3 separate regions of the Danio rerio genome follow, and all the other regions are linked to region 2. Evidence: chromatin contacts called from public HiCAR-type data. All regions are on one chromosome and are shown on one strand. The core of a region is the stretch at or near the end of the contact, and the rest is flanking DNA. Distances in the headings are between cores, read along the strand shown.

What was found. HiCAR-type assays count read pairs that join an accessible place to other places.
Region 1: a HiCAR-type map of caudal fin shows a contact between it and region 2, with 5 times the contacts expected there. The contact joins the promoter of LOC101882550 here to the promoter of klf2a in region 2. A contact is called at or near these places in 1 of 18 Hi-C or Micro-C datasets (caudal fin) and 2 of 4 datasets of contacts at active chromatin or transcription factors (caudal fin and embryo).
Region 3: a contact with region 2 is called in a HiCAR-type map of caudal fin, with 9 times the contacts expected there. The contact joins the enhancer-like site here to the promoter of klf2a in region 2. A contact is called at or near these places in 7 of 18 Hi-C or Micro-C datasets (caudal fin, embryo, fibroblasts and 2 more) and 3 of 4 datasets of contacts at active chromatin or transcription factors (caudal fin, embryo and gastrula embryo).

Annotation. Positions count from the first base shown.
Region 1 is chr22:15,454,824-15,459,623 of GRCz12tu, forward strand. It overlaps LOC101882550 (natterin-3-like), which reads left to right and starts at 3,539. Exons shown (of 3, transcript XM_021473444.3): 1 at 3,539-3,782. All of the region lies in intron 6 of LOC137488916 (a long non-coding RNA gene), which reads right to left.
Region 2 is chr22:15,617,285-15,622,024 of GRCz12tu, forward strand. It overlaps klf2a (Kruppel like factor 2a), which reads left to right and starts at 1,277. Exons shown (of 3, transcript NM_131856.3): 1 at 1,277-1,667; 2 at 2,082-2,976; 3 at 3,082-3,965. The coding sequence starts at 1,596. The coding sequence ends at 3,257.
Region 3 is chr22:15,485,665-15,490,308 of GRCz12tu, forward strand. LOC137488916 (a long non-coding RNA gene) reads right to left here. Exons shown (of 7, transcript XR_012397528.1): 5 at 3,039-3,170. Among named protein-coding and RNA genes, the nearest start is that of fam32a, 48 kb to the left of the region's middle. Within about 2 kb of position 2,722, at least 5 of the 62 cell types and tissues checked have an H3K27ac peak or open chromatin away from gene starts, as enhancers often do. A contact at or near this core is called in caudal fin, where this site is marked.

The sequences.
Region 1 (4,800 bases), core at 2,289-4,788, 160 kb before region 2:
AGATCATTAGGAGAGACTCCAAAACCTGAATGGGTCAGATAAGAGAGACAAGCAAAATATGTGTTGGTGTGTCTCCAGGAACAAGGTTGCTATATATAAAGCTAAATTGCAGTAAGATAAAAACATTGCAATTTATGATGTATTAGTGGTTTGCAATTCTCTGAAAAAATGTAAAAGAAAAACAAAACAACCAGGAGTGTCACAAGAAAGAACCAAAGCCACAAAGCCATTTTAGACCTTAATTTTGATAGAAATCTGTAATTTCTGCACTTTGCCACTGGACGATATTTGTTTTTATATAGTAGTTCCAACAAAGGGGTGCACCCCTTATACAGATTATTTCAAAACACTCAAAAAATAAATAAAATAATTAATATACTAATGACTTAAAAACATATAGATTGTGTCATCAGTGATCTTATATTTATATAGCCGTGATATATTTAAGTAATATCAGCACCTGTACAGCCTCTTAACCCTTGTATTACTCCGCCCACATACAGCCAGCAAAAAGTTCTACAGATCTTAAGTTTAAAAGATGCTCGCTCAGCTGTTTAACTGTCAGCTTATTATTTGAATTCAACGCGGAAGAAAGTAGTTCCTCATTCAAAAGGGGTTTTGAGACTCTCCATGTTTGATTTTGTTTTTATATACACAATTATGCCATCAAACTGTTGTATAAACGCAATATCACACTCGTAGCAGTGCGATATGGCTTTATATCGGCATTGGTGGGGGCACAACTTACGCCTCCCACCAGTGCCGATATACAGCCATATCGCACTGCTACTCGTGTGATATTGCTCATATAGTTGAAGTCAGAATTATTAGCCCCCCTGAATTATTAGACCGCTTGTTTATTTTCCCCCCAATTTCTGTTTAAAGGAGAGCAGATTTTTTTCAACACATTTCTGAACATAATAGTTTTAATAACTCGTTTCTAATAACTAATTTATTTTATCTTTGCCATGATGACAGTAAATTTTACTGGATATTTTTCAAGACACTTTTCTATACAGCGTAAAGTGTCATTTAAAGGCTTAACTAGGTTAATTAGGTTAACTAGGCAAGTTAGGGTAATTAGGCTAGTTATTGTATAACAGTGATTTGCTCTGTAGATTATACAGAAAAAATATAGCTTAAATGGGCTAATAATTTTGTCCCTAAAATGGTGTTTAAAAAATTAAAAACTACTTTTATTCCAGCAGAAATAAAACTTTTTGAAGAAGAAAAATTTTTTATCAGACATACTGTAAAAATTTCCTCGCTCTGTTAAACATCATTTGGGAAATATTTAAAAAAGAAAAAAAAAATTTAAAGGGGGCTAGTAATTCTGACTTTAACTATATATATATATATATATATATATATATTGAAAAAAAATATATATAGTCATTCATTCATTTTCTTTTCAGCTTAGTTCCTTTATTATTCCGGGGTCGCCACTGCGTAATGAACCACCAACTTATCCAGCACGTTTTTACACAGCGGATGCCCTTCCAGCCGCAAACCATCTCCGGGAAACATCCACACACACTCATTTACACACATAAACTACAGACAATTTAGCCTACCCAATTCACCTGCACCACAAGTCTTTAACCTGTGGGTAAAACCGGAGCACCCAAAGGAAACATTTGTAAATGCAGGGAGAACATGCAAACTCCATACAGAAACGGCAACTGACCCAGCCGAGGCTCAAACCAGTGACCTTCTTGCTGTTAGGCAACAGTACTACCCATTGCGTCGTTATATATATATATATATATATATATATATATATATATATATATATATATATATATATATATATATATATGCAGTTTCCCAGTGATGGGTTGTTGCTGGAAGGGCATCCACTGCGTTAAACATATGATGGATACGTTGGCGGTTCATTCCATTGTGGGGACCACATATATATATATATATATATATATATATATATATATATATATATATATATATATATATATATATATATATATATACATATATATATATATATATATATATATATATATATATATATATATATATATACATATATATATATATATATATATATATATATATATATATATATATATATATATATATATATATATATATATATATATATATATATATATATGAATGATGACATCTATAATAGTGACATATATAATGCACTATAACAATGGTATAATATGCATTTTAATTGAAATAATTATGATGTTATTGTAATCTGCTACAGAACACTAAGAATGTTATTACCAACTCATATCATTACCAGCAGAGGGCGGTGTTGGTTTAAGGTTGAATGAACCAAAGTTCAAGGGGTTCAATCTTCAACTGGCTGGCAGGAGCCGCCAGTGGCGGGTCATGTGACCTGACACTGGCTGATGGCAGCCGCCAGTGTCCAACTGTCGGGTAGCATGACCAGCCAGTGGCAGCCACATTTTGCCAGACAGTTGGCAACTGGCAGCCAGAGCCTGGTTGGTGGCCTTTAACAACTGGCTGGTGGGTCAGGTGTCCTACCAGTGACTGCTTGGTGACCATTAACAAACTGGCTGGTGGGTCAGGTGTCCTACCAGTGGTTGCTTGGTGACCATTAACAAACTGGCTGGTGGGTCAGGTGTCCTACAAGTGGTTGCTTGGTGGCCATTAACAACTGGCTGGTGGGTCAGGTGTTCTACCAGTGGCTGCTTGGTGGCCATTAACAACTGGCTGGTGGGTCAGGTGTTCTACCAGTGGCTGCTTGGTCGCCATTAACAACTGGCTGGTGGGTCAGGTGTCCTACCAGTGGCTATTTGGTCGCCATTAACAACTGGCTGGTGGGTAAGGTGTCCTACCAGTGGCTACTTGGTGGCAGTTGGCAACTGGCAAGTCATATGACCTTTCATTCCATCAAATGTTTTAACAATAAACAATATGAACATTTTTACGGATTTATTCTTAATGATGGGACATTTCGGAATGTTTATTACAAATAAAGTGTCCTCAAATCTACAAAATGTGGTAAGGTCTAAGTTTCCTTCCCTTGCTTTCAATTTCTCTGAAAGAAATATAATAGAGCTTTTCATTTAGGCATTGGGCTCATTAAACAAGCTAATCACAGATACAGCGCTCAAATAGCTGTCAATACAACTGGCTGGTACTAACGCCTACGCAAGCAGCTCAGTTTAACAGCGCTTAAGCCTTATAAGTGTGGTGTCTAATTTGCACTCTTTTTGGGTGATCAAATGATTCATTTATGAAACATATAGTCTTTATGGTATTCTGGTTTACATACCTTATATTTGCAGAAAATTTATTCCAAACAAGGTTTTCAAATGACCCTAAACAGACTGGTGGGTTATCGACGCTAATCACCTTGCAGTCACCACCAGCCAGTTAGCTCGGAATTTAAAGCGATCGCTTTTTTTTCTCTGCAGCTTTATATATTGATTTACCATCATAATTATGATCTTCAGGACCTTTTCTATTATAAATCGGGGATATTAGTCAGGTTCATTCCAGATAAAGTTCTCAAAAGTGGCTCGATTACAACTGGCTGGTCACGCCCTCCTCATGGAGTTCTACGCTGGTTATGCGTCCCCGTTAGCGCGCTCACTATCTTAGTCTGGCGCGTGTCCTCGCACTCTCATCCAGAGGAATTACATTTTTAATTCATGAAATGTGTATTCTTTTGTGTCTACTTGTTTCCGTCATAGACATTTGCAGCAGTGTTTCCTCAAAGAAGCGCTTCAAACAGCCCTTAAACTGACCGGTGGGTTTGCAACACTTGCTGCGTCACCAGCCAGGTAGCTCAGAGTTTAACGCGATCACTTTCTTTTTCTCTGCAGAAAACGTTTCTGTTTACATTGATTTACCATCATGAATATAATCTTCAGGACCATTTCTATTATAAATTGGGCATATTAGTTAGGTTCATACCAGATACAGTGCTCAAAATTGCCTTGAATACAACTGGCTGGTCATGCTCTCCTCATGGAGCTCCACCAGCGCACTTGTGCTCAAGAGTTTGGTCAAATTTACCAGCAGGTTCAGCAGGAGGTTAATATGGTGACTCTAGCTATTCACTAACTTTAAAATATATTTTTGTTTATGCCAGCCAGCCATATTTCCTCCTATTGATTTTGTTTTAGTTATATATATATACAGACAGGCAGGCAGGCAGGCAGCCAGCCAGCCACCCTGCCTGCCTATATATGTATATAATGAAAAACGGCTATAAAAACAGTCTTCATTTTTCATTTGGTCACAAAAAACGAGATTTTGGCTCCATTTTCATTTTTTAATCTTAGGGTAGGAAAATGGATAAACGACTTTAAAATTCATTATACACGTGTAGGCGGTGCTGAAATGCCAACTTTCCTTTGATTGGTTAACCAAATCTGAGCTCTTGACGTAGCCCTCAAAATAAGAGCCCTCAGTGGACCAGCACCCAGGCTTTTAACTATTATTATTATTTAATTATATATATATTGTAGCGAGGCAGAGGGAAAACAACGACACAGTTGGATAGTTTTACAGACAAGTCCCCGGAGGGTGCTTTATTTACAAAGTGAGAGGTGTGCAAACGGTGCTCTTCTTCGTGATGAGGTGCTCTGGTGCTCCGGGAAGTAGGTGAAGGACAGTGAGTAGTCGGATGTGGGATCGTCACGAGCTGGAGTCTGCTGTGGAGAGACAGCGAGACAAGCATTAGCGCATGGAGTCATAGGGTGAATGAAGCTCGTCTTTTCCTGGCGTGGGCTTGGTTTATATGCCTCTCCGGTTGATGACGTCCAGCTGTGAGCGATCCTGTGTTGATGATGGTCC
Region 2 (4,740 bases), core at 27-2,526:
ACGGGAATTAGGGAGGAAATAAACAGGGAGGCTAATAATTCTGACTTCAACTGTATATAAAGGCAGATTTTGTTGACTTCATGTAAACATTTGTACATGCCACTGTACACATAGGCACATAACCAGAACTGTTTTATTCTACTTTGCATGAAAGAACATAATTATATCACTGTAAAAAAGAAAAAGCTTCACATATTTTTCTGATTTACTAGTGTCTTTAAAATGCATTATGAAGATTTTATCTCAACTTCAACAACTTTTAATGATTAAAATTTAATTAGGAAGTTTAACAAAGGGACATTTTTAGTCATTTGAAGCTATTTATTGAATAAAATGCTAAATAAAAAGGAAAAGAAAGAGAAATATAAATTCATATTAAAACTAAATTAAATACTAGCAGCAAATTAACCTGTTTTTATGCTGTAATTTACATATTTCAATAACATATTCTTACTAAATGTCAGTAAAATTACTTTACTTACTCTGAAAGTGAAAAAAATTAAAAACATTTACAAAAATCATCATTTTAGTGGTCAAACTGCAGATTTCAACCTGTTTGCATTACAGTAATAATCAATAGAAATATATATATATTAAGAAATGTTGAAGAGATCCCTTGATAAGTCATCAAACTAAAATGTTGATTTCTCACATTGTTTGATTATTACATAATCTTAAATAAAGTATTTTTAAAACACTGAAAAAGCTGAGAAAAATATCATGCTTTCATTAACTTTTTGTTGATTTTTTACTTGTAAATGTGTGGAGTAAAATACAAGCACACTGTAAAAATAATATGATCAATTAGTCATGACTTATGAAACTAAGTTAATCATGTTTTAAGTTATGGGAGTAACATAGTTCAATGGACTCACAAGGTTAATTTGATTCAGCTTAACAATTTAAGGCAACTAATATTTTCTTACAGTGCATGATAAACTGGAATAACTCAAGTTTTACTCTAGACCAAATGCATAATCTGTTATCTTACAGCACATTCTACGTTATTAAAATGCAGTAATCCCCTTTGTTGCACGAGTCTCGAGGGCTCACAGCTGCTGGTATCGACACTTTTCATCTTTGAACAACGTGTTAATGGTGTGTGTTTTTCTCCCATTCGAGTTTTTTTTTTTTTTTTTTTTTTTTTTTTTGCAAAGACAAGAGAGGGAGAGAGAATCAGAGAGGGAGAGGGAGATAGAGAGAGAGAGGAGGGATTTCTCTCGCATCATGTTGTACTCGTTTAACTCGTTTTACCGAGGGGGCGTGGAGTGACTCGGTGATTTAAAGAAGAGCCCGTGCGCTCTCAACATCCAAGACGAAAGGCGCACACGCCGGAGAGCAGCAGCTATATACCGGGGCTAAAATTAGGGACGGATAGTGCGTATTTCCTCCGCTTCTTATAATTGGTCCAGCTTGCGCTGCCGTGATATTTATAAGATAAAGGTCTTCCACCACTCATACTTTCTGCATGAGTGTTAAACATAGTGTAAAGAGCAGAGCAGAGTTGTAGTGCACTACAACCAAAGTTTCTCCGAGGGATTGCAACAAATCCCCGATCTTTAAAGTTTGTTTTACCTTAACTGGGACGACTGGAAATGGCTTTGAGTGGAACGATTTTACCGTCTATTTCCACATTTTCGGCGCAGAAGGAAAAATGCTGGGAGAACGTGAGTATTGTTTTCTATTTATTTATTTTCACGTCATTGTTATGTCTAAGTGGTTTCATGCTATATTAAATCTGCTTTTGTTCATATTTACGCTGTAATTTCTACAAACGTTTTTCTTTTTTAAAACAAGTTAGCTAACTTGAATAAAGTTAGCCAGCGTGAGGAATGTTTGTTTATGTTTTTAACTAAATAGCGAGTTTGTAACTATAGCAACAGCCACTCGATCGATAAACCAATACTTTTTTCAATCTATATTCTATTAACACATTACAATATAAGCTAAAACAGTGTTTTATTTCGAATAGTAGCCTATTTGTGTACTGCAAACACATTTATAAAGCATACTATTAACTTTTTTGTGCTCTTAAAATGTTTAAAATCAAAACTAATCGAAATCAACCTGTTTCATTGCAGAGGTGGAAGGATGAACTGGACAGGTCCATGCATCTCAGCTGCATAGCTGACCTATCTAACATGGACAACCTCAACAGAATAACAGACGACGAAGATCTTGACAAGTACCTGGATCTGGAGTTTATACTGGCCAACACTGCAGGTTCTGACAATCTCGGACTCGGCATGGCAGGCGACTACAGAATGCAAGAGTCCAGAAACATGTACAACCCGACTACATACTCGGTGCCTGAGATCAACCCATCACCACCTCCACCGTACACCACCAGCCTCATGGCAGAGCTTCTGCAGTCTGACATTGACACCTACTGCCAACCGTCTCTCCAGGGAAGATTCCTAGTCAGGCCTGCTTTCCCCACTCAGGACATTTCGGAGTGTATCAAAGTGGAGCCCTGCATGGATAGTTACGGACCTGTACGAGGAATGGTTCCCAAAGTCAAACAAGAGGGCAACGGTGCATGCATGAGATCCTATGAGCAGCCAAGACTAGCCAACTCTCCCCAGGGAGCAGGCAGCATGACTCCCCCACAGAGCCCTGCGGAGCTCATCAACACAGACTGTCAGTCACACTCGCAGATGTGCCATGCCTTAACGTTCAGCCAGAGCTATCAAGGCAACACAGGATTTCCCCACGCAGCACCTCCACAGATGCAGCTGCCTTACCAAAGCACACATCACTTCAGCATGTGCGACGATGGGCTTGCAATGCCCAACGCCAACCAAAGAGTACTTCTGACACCACCCTCATCTCCTCTAGAGCTGGACGCCAAACCAAAGAGGGGGCGCCGCACGTGGCCGAGGAAACGCACGGCGACTCACACTTGCACTTTTTCTGGATGTGGCAAAACTTACACAAAAAGTTCTCACTTGAAGGCTCATCACAGAACACACACAGGTAAATAAACGCCACTTGTTTTGTGTTTTCGTAAGATCTATCATAATTAAGTTATAATTAATCTAAAACTGGACAGATTTTAATGAATCCTCTCTTCTTTCATAGGCGAGAAGCCCTATCATTGCAGTTGGGAAGGCTGTGGGTGGAAGTTCGCCCGTTCTGATGAATTGACCCGTCACTTCCGCAAGCACACCGGACACCGACCCTTCCAGTGCCACCTGTGCGAACGTGCCTTCTCCAGGTCCGACCATCTCGCCCTTCATATGAAACGTCATATGTAGGAACGGACTCTGGAAAATGTGGACTAAACGCACTGAACAGTGAACATTGTCTGTACCCCCCCCCCCCCCCCCCCCCCCCTCTTATTTAAAGTATGGTGAAGGGGAAACATGAACTGACTTGACCTATTGCTTGTAGCTGGTTCTACACTTCAATTCTTTACAGAATTTACAGAAACAAACTATATTTTTCGTTTCCAAAGAGCAAGTTCAACTCATACTATAGGCTGGACCTAAACCTCAAGACGGAACTGGAATCAGACAGTATAATGTGCTTTAAGTTAACATGATGTGCTGCGGACATCACGACAGTGCCTTTTAATATGCGTATACATCTCACGAGTGCCACGAATACTGGCGTTTTTTTTAACGACAAATGTATGCTATTGTGTCAAGAAACTAAATAAGCTTTGTAAGACAATGTTTTCCTCTTTCAAAACTGCCTTAAAAGTTAACAAAAGGGGCGTTAACTGAATGTTTTAAGTAATTTGTGCATTTATCGACATAAACGTTTTTATTTTTAAAAATCAGGGTCTTATGGTTTCGTTTTTTTTAAACGCAATTTGTATGCTGTTAACGTTGAATTGCAGACTGTCCCATGTTTGGATGACATGATAAGGGCTATGTGAGTTGTTCTGGACCAAAGCATTTTATGTACATAATTTATACACTGTATATATTGTACATATTAAACTTAAATTGCGATATAAACGTTTGTGTCTATGTCTTTATAATCCTGTCCCCCATGTTATGGGTCTTGAGGGAAACTGCAATCTTTCCCAGCTGCAACTTTGCCATGCCAGAAAGCTGTGGCTTAGACCTATAAATACAAACATTGCATTTACATAATTGTCGAGACTCAATATAGCCATGTCTGGGCAGAGGGCTACACCACAGTTAAAGAGAGAGTGGCTTTTGGAAAAACAACGGAAGATTGTGGGATATCTGAAGGCTCTTTACTGTTGGGGTGAGAATTCAGGCGCTTTAAAGTCGAGCAGATAAACAGACATATCAAGAGCTCAAGGCTGTTTGCCACCAAACTCTTTATGTAAATGCTAGGTTTGCATGAAATGTTCTCGATTAAACAAAAGACCGTCCTCGAGGTGCATCAAGTTGGTGCATTCAGGTCAGAAATCCCATCCAATAATGGCGTCAGAACTCCTCTTCATTTCATATGATAATACTCTTACACCTTTGTGTTTTTCTGGGCCCTGCGCAGTGGCATGGAAATATTATACCGTTCACTTGTTTGAAAGGTATTCACCGCATGGTCTATTTTGAGGCCATGAGGAACTAAAACTGTGTCAATGGATGGTTTACTTTGTGGAGTAAGAAAAACATTTTCATATCACTTTCAGGTTAGTCTCAGATCACTTTTCAGACTTGTTAAATCATTAATGTGTGTCATTTCAGCTTATACCAATCGGCTAATCCTCTGATAAACCTCAACTGTCCACTGCAAATGTGAGATAGCGGAGACTTGACA
Region 3 (4,644 bases), core at 1,472-3,971, 130 kb before region 2:
TATTTGGTTCAATAACTTTGTTTTTTTTATAACCAGAAATGAAAACATTTGTTATTCTGATGACCTAGCCCTGCTGAAAAATCCAGCTTAAACCAGCCTAGGCTGGTTGGCTGGTTTTAGCTGGTTGACCAGCCTGGTTTTAGAGGGGTTTTGGCCATTTCCAGGCTGGTTTCCTGCCATTTCCAGCCTGGTCTTAGCTGGTGAGGCTGGAAAATGACCAGCTAAATCCAGCTTAAACCTGGCTGATCAAGCTGGATTTAGCTGGACATAGCTGGTTTTGGCTGGACTTTCAACCTGGCTAGGCTGGTCAAGCTGGTTTTAAGATCAGGCTGGAAATGGCTGGAAACCAACCTGGAAAAGGCCAAAACCCCTTTAAAACCAGGCTGGTCAGCCAGCTAAAACCAGCCAACCAGCCTAGGCTGGTTTAAGCTGGATTTTTTGTAGGGCTATCATTTTCGGGGGGAAATGATAGGTCTGTTTTATTTATTTTCTTAAATAAAACAAAAAACTAATACTCAAACTTTTTTTCATAACTGGACATACACAGCAGAAGGGTCATTGACCTATCGGTTTAAAACACCCAAAGTTGCACTTGACGCTTTGAACTTGTGGAAATGTTCCTGGAGGAGCAGCGCTGAAGAAATCTCAGAAGTCAGGACCCAGTGTTTGCCTGTCTGATACTGGTATTATGATTGTTTGAGCAGAACTTTGTCAAGCAGACGTTTCCCCCAAGTATTGTGTGGTTATCTAATCTCAGCGGCTCACTTCGGTATGTGAGGTGCTTGTGGTCAATGCGGCTTTAGCGCTCATGCACAGATAGCCATGTTTCTTCACAAGAGAGACAGGATGAAGAGCTTTTGGTAAACGCCTTGTCTGATACTTGGAGTAATGAGGGGATTACGGTGAGACATGTTCGGTTTCCCAACTCCACATATAAGACAATGGCATTTTGTCTTGGTTTTTTGGTTGTAAACAAGTGTTAGCATTACTTAGCCTTAAATGTTTAGGATTTGTTTACTATGTCCAATATATCTAGGAAGCTAAATGCAAAAAACAAAACAAAAAAAACGTTTCTGGAATAACGTGTCATAACTAAAACAATACTGTAGAGGTCGCTGTTCCCCACATACTACTTGAAATCTCCCTCCAATTCTGGATGGTGACACGCAGCTAGCGGCAAGATTAGCTTTTCAAGAAGACACATTAGATCCCAAGAAAAATGTTTATGTGAAGGAAAACACTGAATGCACTGAATAAATAAAGCCTAAATTATGGTTTTCCTAGCGTAGAGCAAGCAAATGGATATGCTTAAGCAAAGCAGAATGGGTTTGCTTATTTTTTGTTTATACTATGAATTGGAGTTTAGTGAAACACAACTTTGTAAGCTAACATTAATAATGTTCCTTTACAAGTGTGTTAGCAACACATAAGCCTTTGAGCTAAATGATAAATTGATATAATCATATACAAATCATGCAACTACACCTGTAGTTATCAGCTTTCGTTATATTTGTTAGCATATAACTTGTCCTATACTGCCCTATAAAAACAGTTAAATTTAAAAATACATTAAATTATTGTGCAATAACAGAGTCAATGTTCAGTGATAGCCTATAAATGAATTAAATATACCAACAAATCTCACACAAACCTTTAGAGTTGTCAGTGATAGTCATCAGTATTTTTGTTTTGGGCTAGTTTCTGTAACCCAGTCAGAAAACAATGTGAATTTAGCGAACACTTTCACCAAAAGTGATTTAAAAATAAGGAAGGCATTAAGCGATTCATCATAAAGAGTGCAATATTCATATGCAACTAAAATACTATTGTAAGAAAAATACAAGCTAGAGTAGGTTTTTAGGTTGATGTAATCCAACTCTATAGCAAACAATGGTTTTAGAAAGCAATCAATCAAAGGGAATAGTTATTTAATTATATAGCGAATGTTGAGAAATACTAATACGTTCAAAGTAGTGACACATTTCGTAATCACACTAAATGAGTTATCAGCTTTCTTTTCTTACACATGTAATTTGAGCTATTATTGACGTAAGCCTGTCATATAGAATACCTTATTTTTGGAAAACAATCAATAAAGAAAATTAATATGCAATTACACAACTGAAGTTGAGGTACTAAGAAACCTTAACGTAATGCCAAATTCCGTAATCTTCCAAAATCAACAACATTTGCAGTTATCAGCTTTCAATATTTTTGTTAGCATAGAATTTGGGCTTATTGACGTAACCCTTAGAAAACAATCTAAAAGTCAAAATAAAGGAAATGATTATGCAATTAAATACCCAATGTTGAGAGATACTAATTAATTAAACGTAAAGCCAGATTTCAAACTCCTACAAAATTTTCGCAGTTATCAGCTTTCAGTGTTTTTGTTAGTATAGATAATTTGGGTTAGTTGACGTAACCTTTCTCTATAGAAAACACAAGTCTGTTTGTGAAACCAAAAAAAGGTTAATAATATCCCAATTATGCACGTGCTGGAATTTCTCGTGGCCCGTGTTTACTTTTTATGCCATACAATTACTCGCGTATTGAGTTGCACAGGACATTAAGTGCCTCTCGGCTCTCTATAGGTGTTGCGTGCATGGGACTCCTGCTGTTTGTTATTGTCTGACGTTACTGCCTAGCAACCATCTTTTTTTTTTCAGGGAAACCCTTGCGTGTGAGCACACCTGGTTTTGTGACGTGAACAGTCAGTCATTCCTCAGCGAGAGCAGCATAGTGGTATTGACTGATGTGGGACCATTGGATGGCAGCCACTAACATATAGAAGTAATAAGCAGAAAGGCCTTAGTTTTATGGAGTGCTGGGCTGGTGAAGAGATTTTAAACAGATCCTATTTAAATACTTCATATATGACGTGTATGTGTGTGTGTGACTTTCTAATGTATTGTAAAAAGACTGCTTAGAATTTTGCCTGATCTGGGACATTAGCCTGGAGCGTATTGCTGGGAAATACATCTCTGCATGCATGCCCCGAGATTGCTATGCCCTCAGGCTTTTACAGGTTTACTTACTGGTATCATGACAGTGAGATGACGGCTTTGTGATCATCAACTGCATTCGATGTGTCACGGTGCTAATGATGCATTCTCAGACAAAGTTGCGTCATCAAACTCTGACTTTTTCACCTCAGGTGACTGCAAATCCTGTGAAAAAGAGAACATTGCATCAATTAAGAAGATAACATAAGCTTATTTGCACATTAAAACAATTCATTTTAATAGTGTCATTAAATTTTGGTGTCTGAAACACACAACAAGCAAATATGTGAACATTTACATTTATATCTATGCAAGCTTGAATTTAAGGTGGTTTTAAAATGCAGTGTGCTACAAAGGACACTTTTAGGACAACTAATTAAAGCAACGGATTGTGCTAAATAAATATAGTCACATAGTCAACATGCAGAAGACTATAGAACAGGGATGCCCAATCTTTTTCTTATGAAGGGTCAAAAACCAAACTTGATTGAGACTAGTGGGATCAAGGTAAATATAGTTGCCATGGGTAATTTCCTAATTTATTTAATACTATTTAAAAATGACTAGAAAACATTGCTTTATATTAACAGGTTTTTTTTTACATTTTACAATGAACTTATTTACAGTAAAAATCTAAGTTATAACAGAATTACACTAGTTTTTGCCTTGATTTGCTCGCCGAAGTCTTCTGCATAGTCCTCTATCCGTCAAGTGACAGTATTTACATTTTAAAAAAAAATCTGATTTATTTACAACATTTAATTAAAAAAATGACATTTCAGTGAGCTTTTTAGCAGCTCAGCAATTAAACTAATAAATTAAAGCTGCAAGCAGCGGTGAAAGGGACCTCATACTAATAAAAAATGTTATGTCAAATTAGAATTAACAATCTTTGTGTTAAAGGCCATACCTGTCAACATTGGGATGTGAAAATAAGGGATATGCCCACCATAATAAGGGATCCCCCCCACCCCCAAAAAAAAGATTCCCCAAATTACTACATTCTGATTAAAGAGCAACGAATGAATCTCTCATTTATTAAGATTTTTTTACTACATTAAATAAGAGGTGTCACTTTTAAAATGCACAAATCTAACGTTAAAATGAAAAGCATTTGACTGCTTTCCTAACTTTTTATGCTCATTTAAGTTGTGTTTGGAAAAAAAAAACACCAAGATCGACATCCTTATATGTTATTATTATTAAGTATGTGTGTATGTCTGTTTAAACACGCGCCAAACTTTCTCTCAGCTTCAAATCGCGTGTGCAGAATCCGTTAGGGAAACAGCTGTTTATTACTATGGAGCACGCCAACTGACAGTCATGTAATATTATACGACTGTTTTGAGGATTGTATAGGATGGTCAACGGCACCTGTATCAAAAGGAAATGGAATCGCGCCGTTTTTAAGAAGCCTTGCCGTTTTGAATATTTATTTGTAAGTGTTTTCATTCCTGAACAAAGCGAAAGCACAGAAGACTCTTGTTTTAGAGCAAGGGGCGACCCCTGGTGGTTTGGCGGTATGGGTTCCCTATAGGGAGGCTCGGCTCTTCAGAGAAAGACTGAAAATACGGGAGAAATACGGGAAAACACCTTTAAGGAATGATAGCGGGATAGAACAGTAAAATACGGGAGAATC